2 separate regions of the Mus musculus genome follow, and region 1 is linked to region 2. The links are chromatin contacts, called in public Hi-C maps. All regions are on one chromosome and are shown on one strand. The core of a region is the stretch at or near the end of the contact, and the rest is flanking DNA. Distances in the headings are between cores, read along the strand shown.

Region 1 (5,176 bases), core at 2,357-4,856, 1.1 Mb before region 2:
TATTGTTGTTCCACCTATAGGATTGCAGTTCCCTTTAGTTCCTTGGGTGCTTTCTCTAGCTCCTCCATTGGGGGCCCTGTGATCCATTCAATAGCTGACTGTGAGCATCCACTTCTGTGTTTGCTAGGCCCCGGCATAGTCTCACAAGAGAAGGCTATATCTGAGTCCTTTCAGCAAAATCTTGCTAGTGTATGCAATGGTGTCAGCGTTTGGAAGCTGATTATGGAATGGATCCCTGGATATGGCAATCACTAGATGGTCCATCCTTTTGTCACAGCTCTAAATTCTGTCTCTGTAACTCCTTCCATGGGTGTTTTGTTCCCAATTCTAAGGGGCAAAGTGTCCACACTTTGGTCTTCGCTCTTCTTGAGTTTCATGCATTTAGCAAATTGTATCTTATATCTTGGGTATCCTAAGTTTCTGGGCTAATATCCACTTATCAGTGAGTACATATTGTGTGAGTTCCTTTGTGATTGGGTTACCTCACTCAGGATGATGCCCTCCAGGTCCATCCATTTTCCTAGGAATTTCATAAATTCATTCTTTTTAATATTTTTAAAATAATAATTATAATGATACATTTGAATAACAAATACTATAGATGAAATTCTAAAGGAGAATATTTTCAATCAACTGACTACTTCCAAAGTGTGCCTTCATATATTAAAGGCCATGAGAATATTAGAAGAGGGGCTTCTCTGAACACATGTGGTAAAGAGTAGGTTCCTGTGGAAGGCCCAAATGTCAGGACATGATACATGCCACTCAGGTGTGGTAAATGATATTTTAATGTAATTTAATAACTTTGTTAGTTATTAGTATAACCCAGGCAGACTTCCAATAATAGAGACAGCATCTTATGGATTTTTTTTTAAATCAGCTTTAACCCCATTACTGGGCATATTACACCTAATATATTTTTTTATACAGAAGATTGTTAACTCCCCAACTGTGCTCCCAAATACTTGCTGTTTGAGTCTCACCCAGGTTATTTCTGCTCCATTAGAATGTCCTCAGGGGGCAATTAGTTGGCCATGAGCTTCTGGTGTATTGTGTCTAGTGAAGACCTCAAGTTTTCTTTGACTCCTTTCTCCTTCTCCCTCCTTCTCTCTTCTCTCCTTCTTCTTGTGGTCTGTACTTGCGATGGTGAGTCTTGTAATAAAAGTCCCATGTACCTTTATTCTCAGTGATTGTCTATAGCCACTTTTAGTTAGCCAATATCTTTAAATTGCATACAGAGTAAGGTTTGCACAACAAAGACTGGTGCACATGAGCATTCACTTCTCTGCAAACAACCAGGTGTTGGGGACCGGAATTTACCATTTGTATACACAGTACCAGACCAACCCCTAACAGATTACTATTGCAAAAAGTATTCAAGATGCGAAACGCCAAGTTTATTTTCTGAATCTGTGTTTCTATCTGTGTCATACTTGATGTGTAGTGCTAACAACTAGTACTGATTGTAGCTGGAATACTTATCCTATCTGATGGGTAAATTGATTTTAAAACATTCTATGTGCTTGACTTAAACACTTATAGAAAAAGTTCAGATTACCATTCCTATAATCAATTTCCTTGACATTCACAGCAGTAAGACCTAGGCATCAGATGGTTCCCTCACTCCTGTAGGATGCCTTCCATTGCTCCACCCTTTTCTATGTTTAATCATGTCTTGCTGTCTTCTTCTCAAAGAAAATAGACAACACATGAGTTGCAAGAAAAAGGAATTTCTTAAGATAAGCTTTACTCAATGGGTATGATCAAAAAAGAAATATTTGACTTTAACAAAGCAAAACTCAATAATATTCTGTCAAAAAGTATTTCTCCTTAAACATACAAGCAAAGACAAGTTGAAAGTAAAGGCAGAACATGTTTATGAAATCTTGGCACTGTAAACCTCTATCATGGATCAGACATCACTGAGGGAAATGTTAGATGGGTTGTAAGGATGCTCAGTGCAGAAGAACACATGCTGTTCTTCCAGAGGATGAGGACTCAAGACAGCATCTACATGATTGCTGCAAAAGAAAAAAAAGAAAAGAAAAACAAGAACACAATCTGTATCTTCAGTACTGATCCAGATTTGAAACTCTTGCTGTCTTCTGAACACGCATACCTGGTGAGCAGACACTCATACACTTAAAATAAAATGAATAACTTTTAAAAGGATCCTGCTATTATGAAATGAAAGAAAGGGCACAGTAATAATGAGATACCTAGTAAGAATACACACACACGCACGTGCACACACACACACACACACACACACACACAACTTTATTCTAATGTCCTTTAAATTAGACTTTAAAATATGTTTAAGAAAAAATAAAACTTAAGAGAGTACAGGAACAGGTACTAAGTTATGAGCAATAATTGTCTTTGTTAACATTAGTCTATTTGGCTGGTTGTTTAGGTCATCGATTGACAGATTGCTTTAGTAAAGTTCTTACTATTCAAATTATGATCTTCTTGCTTCAGTCTGCCAGGCCTGATTTTATAGGTGTGTAGACCAATTACTGTTCTATCTCAAACACTGTAGAACAAAATGAACAGAACAAACAGATCAGTGTGAGCTCTCTACTTAACCTACATGACATAGAAAACATAGCAACATTCCATATGACTAAAGGATGCACAACTATTTCAAGTACATGATGAAACACTAATCTTGGCACATTACACATTGACATTATCAAAGTCTCATATTTAAATATATTTAAAGGTTAATATGCTGTAAAAATACTGTATGCCTATGATTGGATTACTAACAAAATTAGATTCAAATCAAAATATAAACCAGATATTGTGATATATGTTTATAATTTTTTTAAAAAGCTTGGGTTACACAGCATTATCTTATCTCAAAAAATAAAAATGCTTAATAAGAAATTTAAAAGTTGGATGCCTATATTCTACAACTAATCAATAAATGAAATAGTATGCCAACAAAATACCTTGCATAATGTAACTCTGTATATGAAATTAGAAATTTCTTGCAAAACAGAATATATGCAAAAATCAACAAATATTGGCTGTTTCTCCATACTATAAAATGATTAATTTGAGACATTTCTATAACTAAACTGGTGAATCAGAAAACGAATACCCTTGTCAAAATCTTTTCTTAAAATCAGAGAGTTATTTTGCAACTTCTTTTATGATTCTACTTAAACATCCAACATCAAAACTTAATATCTATTTTAGAAAATATAAAACTGAAAACTCTCTTCAAAATCATACAAGTTAAAAAAATACTTAACAAGTTATTAGTAAATCTACTATTTCCCACTTTTCTGGGATTTGTACATGTACTAGTTGCTTTTTGTTGTACCCTTAAGAACAGTATAGTTCCAGTTCCAGAAGTTCTGTAGCCTTCTGTAGGCTTCTGTGTATCCAGGCACTCAGATAATGCACACATATGCATGCAAAGAGAACACTTATACACATAAATAAATATACTTCTGTCTGAGTTATTCTTTTGTTGCTGTGATAAAAATACCATGACCAAGGCAGCTTACAGAAGAAAGTGTCAAAGTCAGCTTACGGGTATAGAATCATGATCACGGATTAAGGAACAACTGAGAATTCATATCCTGACCCACAACCACAAGGCAGAGTGCGGAGCACAGGAAATGTGAGTCTTATGTAACCCCAAAGCCTGCCTAGAGGGCCACACCTCTTCCAACAAGGACACACCTACAGTATCTAAGTCTAAAAACAAAAAGGAAGATTAATAAACTCAAATATCTACTAAATATAAGCTATATAAATGAAAGTAAAAATTATTAGATACATTTCTGAGAAGATGATAAGACTACATTGATTCTTTTGCCTTTTGAACATCTGAGGGCCCACAGCTAATTTCTCTCTAAGTCTTTTTACTTGATCATTGAAATATTTGGGGTTCTTGTTTTTATGTTCAGGGCCTTTGATGAATATTTTCCAAATAAAATATTATTAATTTAATGAGGATATGCTACAATGTAAAGGATTCCAGGACTGTGCCTGCATCGTCTTTGATCTCTGGAAGTCTTAGGAAGGACACCCTCTGTTCTTGGAAAGCAGTGCCTGTAACAGTTGTTTTCTCAAAGAACACTTTAAAAGTAAGAACCAAAACATCATGACATAGGAATGAGTCATGATAGCAGTATAGAAACTGCACACACAGATTATTCTACAGAATAAATATGCTAACAAGAAAGGCTTAAAATTAAAAGCAAAACTCTAGAGCAAGGAAACAAGAGATTTTGTTTACTCCCAATCCAACTGTCTTTGTGGGAAGGGAGCATAGACTGAACCCGTCAAGCACAAAGATGTGACTTGCATATGTGCCCACACACTGAGATGAGTCAGAAAAGTTACTAGCTATATGTGTTAAATAATATAAACTTCTCCTTGGATATGTAGAATACGTGTAATTGATAATAAAATGGTATGACTGAGTTAGTGCTTGCAGTGGTGAGACACTGGATCATGAAAGTTTGCCCCTGTTTGTATTTGTCTGGTTTTCTGGCCAGGGGAGGTTAAAAATACAAAACAGGTGGTCTTCTATTCCAACAGGGATGGTCCTACCATATTTTTTTACTGTATAGTCTAAACAGTTTATAAAAGCATTGTTTCTTCTTAAATACTAAACGGGCGATATAGACTCTGCAATTTGACCATTTAGCAGATAAATATCACTCAGATCATGTGGCCTTTATTTCGTTGTGGCGTTTTAGTTTTGAATACACACACACACACACATATGTACATGTGTGTGTTTGTATATGTGTATATATATGTGTGTGTGTGTGTGTGTGTGTGTATGTATATATATAGAGAGAGAGAAGAGAGAGAGAGAGAGAGAGAGAGAGAGAGAGAGAGAGAGAGAGAGAGGAAAGATTATTGCATTATGTTTTCCAGGATTAGTCTGAGTTCTCTTTCTTTCTCCCTCTCTTTCTGTTTTTATTTCCTTTACCCCTTTCTTTTTTGTTAAGAATTTACTCTTTCTTTTCCTAATAAAAATTTTTACTGACCCATTTACTGATGCTTGGGAAACCAAGAAACTCTACAAGGAGATGATGTTTTACTATTTTAATGACATTATACTTGATCATATGCCAAACTCAAATGATGAGAGGAGACATCATTACATACAGAGGTATCTTAGGAAAAAAACAAATTGAGGGTG
Region 2 (5,507 bases), core at 2,538-5,037:
AGGCCCCTTCAAAATGAGATTATTAATGGAATGAAAATAAAAAGAAGGATTTGGTATTACAGGTATTTATATAGATGGTGTTACTTGAAATAGATATTTTACCTTTTCCCAGCTATTTCCAAAATAATATATTTTAATTTTCCATTTTTAATTTAAATAAAATAATGCTATATATTTATAAAATATGATGCCATATACTGATATATGTATAAATTTTACATTGTACAGTAGCTAAAATCAGATCCATTAACATCAAACTGTCACCCTAAACATTATTTATATTTGATTAAAACCTTAAACCCTAGATTTTAGAAAGTTTAAAATACATAATATCTCATTATTAGCTCTAATTTCCATAATGTATAATATAATAACAGGATTTTTTGATGAGCAATCAAGTATCTCATTGAACCACATGTTGGGAATGTAATTAAATTCATTCTTTCTAAGCAGTAAGTTCCCTTCAGAAAGATAGAGTTCAATGGCAGAATAGAAAGAAAACAGATCTTCAAATGTAGAGCAAAATACAAGCTGGGTGAAATAAATAGTGTAAACTTGATATGAATTTATCCACATAAAAATATTTTCTCTAATAAAAGGAGACATTGGCAAATCCTTTTAAACTTAAGTGAATCTCAACTGTTTCATTTTCCAGAAGTTTAAAATCATTTCTTTTTCTTAAAATAATCTGGAGCAGTCTGAAGGAAAGGCTGTCCAGAGATTGCCCCACCTAGGAATCCATGCCATCTGCAGGCACCAAACCCCGACAGTATTGCTGATGCCAAGATGTGCTTGCAGACAGGAGCCTGGTATGGCTGTCCTCCGGGAGGCTCTGCCAGCTCCTAACTAAGACAGAGAAAGATACAGTCAACCTTTGGACTAAACCCAGGACTCCAATGGAAGAGTTGGGGGAAGGAATGAAGGAGCTGAGGGGGATTGTAACCCCATAGGAAGAACAACAGTATCAACTAACTGGACCCATCAAAGCTCCTAGGGACTAAGCCACCAACCGCAGAGTATATATGAGTTGGTCGGTGGCTCCTGCTGCATATGTAGCAGAGGGCTGCCTTATTTGGCTTCAGTGGGAGAGGAGGTCCTAAGTCCTGTGGAGGCTCGATGCTAGGGGGATGCTAGAGGGGTGAGGCAGGAGTGGGTGTGTGGGTAAGGGAGTACCCTCTTAGAAGCAAAGGGGAGAGGAGATGGGATGGAAGTTTTGTGGAGGGGAGACAGAGTAAGTGATCAACATTTGAAATGTAAATAAATAAAATAATAAAAATAGAGAGAGAAATAATATGCATGTTAAATGTGCAAAACCATGTGTCTTAGCTAGGGTTTTACTGCTGTCAACAGCTGCCATGACCAAGGCAACTCTTAAAAGAATAAAATTTAATTGGGGCTGGCTTACAGATTTAAAGGTTCAGTTCATTGTCATTAAGGCGGTAGCATGACAGCATCCAGGCAGGCATGGTACAGAAGGAGCTGAGAGTTCTACATCTTCATCTGAAGACTGCTAGCAGAATACTGGCTTCCAGGCAGCTGGGAGGAGGTTCTTAAAGCCCATGTCCACAGTGACACACCTACAGCAAGGCCATACCTCCAAATAGTGCCAGTCCCTGAGCTAAACAAATTCAAACCACTAAATCATGGCATTCTGATAAAATAAAACACAGAAGTAAGAGTTTTTACCTAGAAAAATAACTTACAAAAATTTATGAACTACTTAATATAGAACTCTATTTCATCACTGTAGGTGAGAAACAGTTTTGATTGTAGATGAACAAACTGAGAAGTAGATTGACATGGCTTATGGTTTTCATTGTTTCTGCTAATTTTGAATGTCCCTAAAACATTTGAAAAGATAACCAAAGAAAACATGTGTGAATCTACATAATGCTGTAAGATATCATGAACATTATTATAATTGATAATGAGTTACACAGCATTTTTCACATATGTATCACTAATTTTTATATTGATAATGTATTGTACATATACATACAATGTGTTCAAATGTATATTTCTTTCTCCAACTTTGCTATTGACTTAAGTTTTTTGTCAAATCTATTTTACTACTATGTTGGCAAAGATAGATATCTTCAACTTCATTATTTTAAAAAATTAATTGTAATAGTAAAGTGAAGATTGTTAATTTGGAATAAATAATACATATTTACATAATGCAAGTTGACTTGCTGAAATGTAGTTAAATAAATTTTGTAAAACATTAATAATTAATTGTAATAGTAAAATGAAGATTGTTAATTTGAAATTAATAATACATATTTACATAATGCAAGTTGACTTGCTGAAATGTAGTTAAATAAATTTTGTAAAACATTAATAAATTATATGAATTTTATCCAAATATTTTCAATACACCAAAGAATGAAAAATATAATCATTGTTAAGTTTGATCATTTCCTGTTTAATAATGCACCATTGTTTAGTAAGATTAATTCCATCCTTTTTATGTTGGTACTTATAAAGTTATATTTTGATAAATAATAAGCACATAGAACATATTTTATATAACTTCTATTACATTCATATACATGTTGAAATATTTATACATCTATGGGCTTTCAATAGTACTTTTGCTTTTGGTCACACATATGTTAAAATTTCAACAGAAATGAATAAAGAAGAGAAGGATAGAAGAATTTTAGTACAGCAGTTATAAATGATAGAAATCTTCTGAAGAGATTTTGTCCACTAGATAAACTGAAATCTGACCTATATAATAGAACATTAATTATGTAATAAAATGGGCAAGTGGGAGATAAAGTAGATGACAGAGAAAATATTTTATATCCACAAAGTAATATGTGGTCCAATCATTGAAAAATCTAAAAAATGAGGGCTATTCAAGTCAAATTAAAGGTTTACAACCTAAATTTAAGAAAGTTGCAAGACAGTAAACAAGGTTTACACTCTAGTCAGATAACTCATTGCTTCTGCTCTGAGCTTGTTTGGACACTACTCTCAGGCCATTTTCCTTCCTTTGTGAACTCTATCAACATATTAAAATACAAGTTTTAAATAAATGAAATAAAATACATTTATTTAATGTAGGTGATGAATCTTTTCTCATTTATTTTCAGCATTTTCCATAGCTTAAAAGAATATGTATTACCCAGGTAGTTAGAAAAATAGACATGTTGATGCTTTATGTTTAGAAAAAATATGATTCCATCATTCATTCTAAGAGAGTGATATGAAATGTATTACCTTCCTAGCATCTCAGGCAAAATGGAACATAGAAAATTTTCTATTAACAAGACTCTAATTTTTTGTCAGATTAGGGAAATCTGCTACAATTTTTCTGTATCCCACAAAACCTACTATATTATTTTAATATCGTAATGCTTCAAAATATTATTTTACACAGGAGCCCAGTACTTTTCTGACATAAAGGTTGGAATTCCCAATATCTGGCTGAAATTGAAGCAAAAGGCACAGAAAATAAGCTAATGACAACAAAAGATAAATGGACTTCTTTGAAAGCTAGAGCTACTTTGGCAATTACAGCAACGATTTATATGTGAAGGAGCTACAGGCCATTTTGCTGATGTTCAGCCTGCTTGTGGATGAAGAATAGCATTGGTGTTTGCAGAGTTAGATGCATAAGGCAGGAAATCCAGACTCCTAATAACTCAGATGGGATATGTAGTGCCTTGATTCTATCTATACTAATAACCTGTGAGATGACAAGAGACTGGAAGAGATGTATTTATTGCTTTATAAGAGGAAACCATTTGGCTCTTCTCCAAAGGATGATATAATAGGAGGAAGTGAGGGAAAAATTGAATCAGAATAAACAGGCACAGAGAGACTCCAGATTGCCATGATCCATGCTTGAAGACCTTGAGCCTGAAACTGGATTCAGTCAGCTTTTAAAGTGATTAAATACAATGGGGGGGGGGAGTTGAACTAAAGTTTTTGAGAGTTACATCATTAAGGCACATCTTTGCTTTCTTTCTCTTTTGATAATAACTTCTGCAGGGTTGAACTTGCCCAAAATAAGTCTGTGGTGATACAATATATCATTGGCATGAATGGTGCGCTGGATTTGTGTCGACTTAACATGACTTAGAGTTATTTTTGGAAGAAAGAGTTTCAATTAAGGAAATGCCCCCACTTGTTTGGCTTGTGGGTAAGCCTGTGGTATACATTTTATTGATGGATGGGTGATGGCAGAATGCCCAGATCATTGTGGAGGATGCTACTCCCAGACTGGGTTTTATAAGAAAGCAGAACGAGTTATGTCTTGAGAAACAAGCTCCCCCATGGCCTCTGAATCATTTCCTGTTTATATGTTCCCACCTAAAGTTCCTGACCTCGCTTCCCTCAGTAATGAAGTGTGACTTGAAAGTTATAAGCTGAAATAACCGTTTTCTCTTCAAATTGCTTTGGTCATGATTTTTTTTATCACAACAATAGAAACCATAACTAAGATAATGTTGTAGAAACTCTTGGGAAAACTGTTTTAGTGATCTATTTTTGCAAAGCTAAATATGTTCAAAAGCATTAACTTAACACATTCATAATATCTTTGCCTATAATACCATATTTGTCATGTGGCCAAGATCCTCCCAGGGAAATGGACTCTATTTTTACACTGATAGCTAATTGGCCAGCTTTGTTTATGAATGTCAGCAACATTCTTGGCCAGGTTGCCTCAGGAAATTTTCATCCTCCTGGAGTACTTTTACAGTGCTGAAAAGCTCTACCCAAGCTGCTGAGGACGAAGAGACACCAATGGTCTTACTCAGCATGGTATCCATATGTTACAATATTTATTTGCAAGTAAGATGCACTCATGACATAACAGACACATAGCCATTATGTGGTAATTATCACTTTCTGATTAGATTTGAGGCCATGGTATATAGTACATTCCTGGTACTAAACTTCATCAACAGCCCCTGGCTATTAGGATCACAGCCCAAGGGTAGAACCTGCTGTTGCTTTTCTCAATGGATATGTCATCAAATTGGCTCCTCCATACTTATGCTTATACCCATAGACATGGGCTGATCTAAACCTTTGTCAGTCAGGTTTCCTTTTACTGTGGACAGCAGTCAACACAGAGACTTATAACTCCTCTAAGTGCTAAGAATATGAGAAGTGTGATTAGCCTAATATGCAACATCTTTATCACCACTTCTACAACTCATTAACACCTACCAAGACTCAAGAAGGTTTGTATAAGAGAAGACAAAGATAAGAATCAAAGGATAGTGAGGAATACTGTGGAATGTTCTTCTAGACATGGACTGGCTATTGCACTTATGAACTCACAGAAGATATTGGCACCTGCATAAGAAAGACCTCCAGGAAATTCCAACATAGGTGTGTTCTCCAGGCTCTGCCCATTACTCAGCTGCTGACAGTTGATAGTTGCTGAGGAAATGAGAATCTTTTTTCTTTTGGAGTTGTGACCACTGGGACATTCCTCATGCTCCAGTGGAGGGCCTGATACCCTCACACATATAGGTCTTACTAAT

The links. A called contact is a pair of places that touch in the nucleus more often than the background predicts.
Region 1: a Hi-C map of bone marrow-derived macrophages shows a contact between it and region 2, with 9 read pairs. The contact joins two enhancer-like sites. A contact is called at or near these places in 4 of 39 promoter capture datasets (the 3T3-L1 cell line, hippocampal neurons, liver and 1 more), 1 of 484 Hi-C or Micro-C datasets (bone marrow-derived macrophages) and 5 of 115 datasets of contacts at active chromatin or transcription factors (the 230-238 cell line, the SCID.adh cell line, astrocytes and 2 more).

The regions. Positions count from the first base shown.
Region 1 is chr1:95,672,696-95,677,871 of GRCm38.p6, reverse strand. It overlaps Gm30431 (predicted gene, 30431), which reads right to left. Exons shown (of 4, transcript NR_166710.1): 3 at 2,454-2,536; 4 at 587-2,021. Among named protein-coding and RNA genes, the nearest start is that of Gm30431, 7.6 kb to the right of the region's middle. Within about 2 kb of position 3,606, at least 26 of the 459 cell types and tissues checked have an H3K27ac peak or open chromatin away from gene starts, as enhancers often do. A contact at or near this core is called in bone marrow-derived macrophages, where this site is marked.
Region 2 is chr1:94,580,976-94,586,482 of GRCm38.p6, reverse strand. No RefSeq gene overlaps it. Among named protein-coding and RNA genes, the nearest start is that of Gm23389, 32 kb to the left of the region's middle. Within about 2 kb of position 3,787, at least 27 of the 459 cell types and tissues checked have an H3K27ac peak or open chromatin away from gene starts, as enhancers often do. A contact at or near this core is called in bone marrow-derived macrophages, where this site is marked.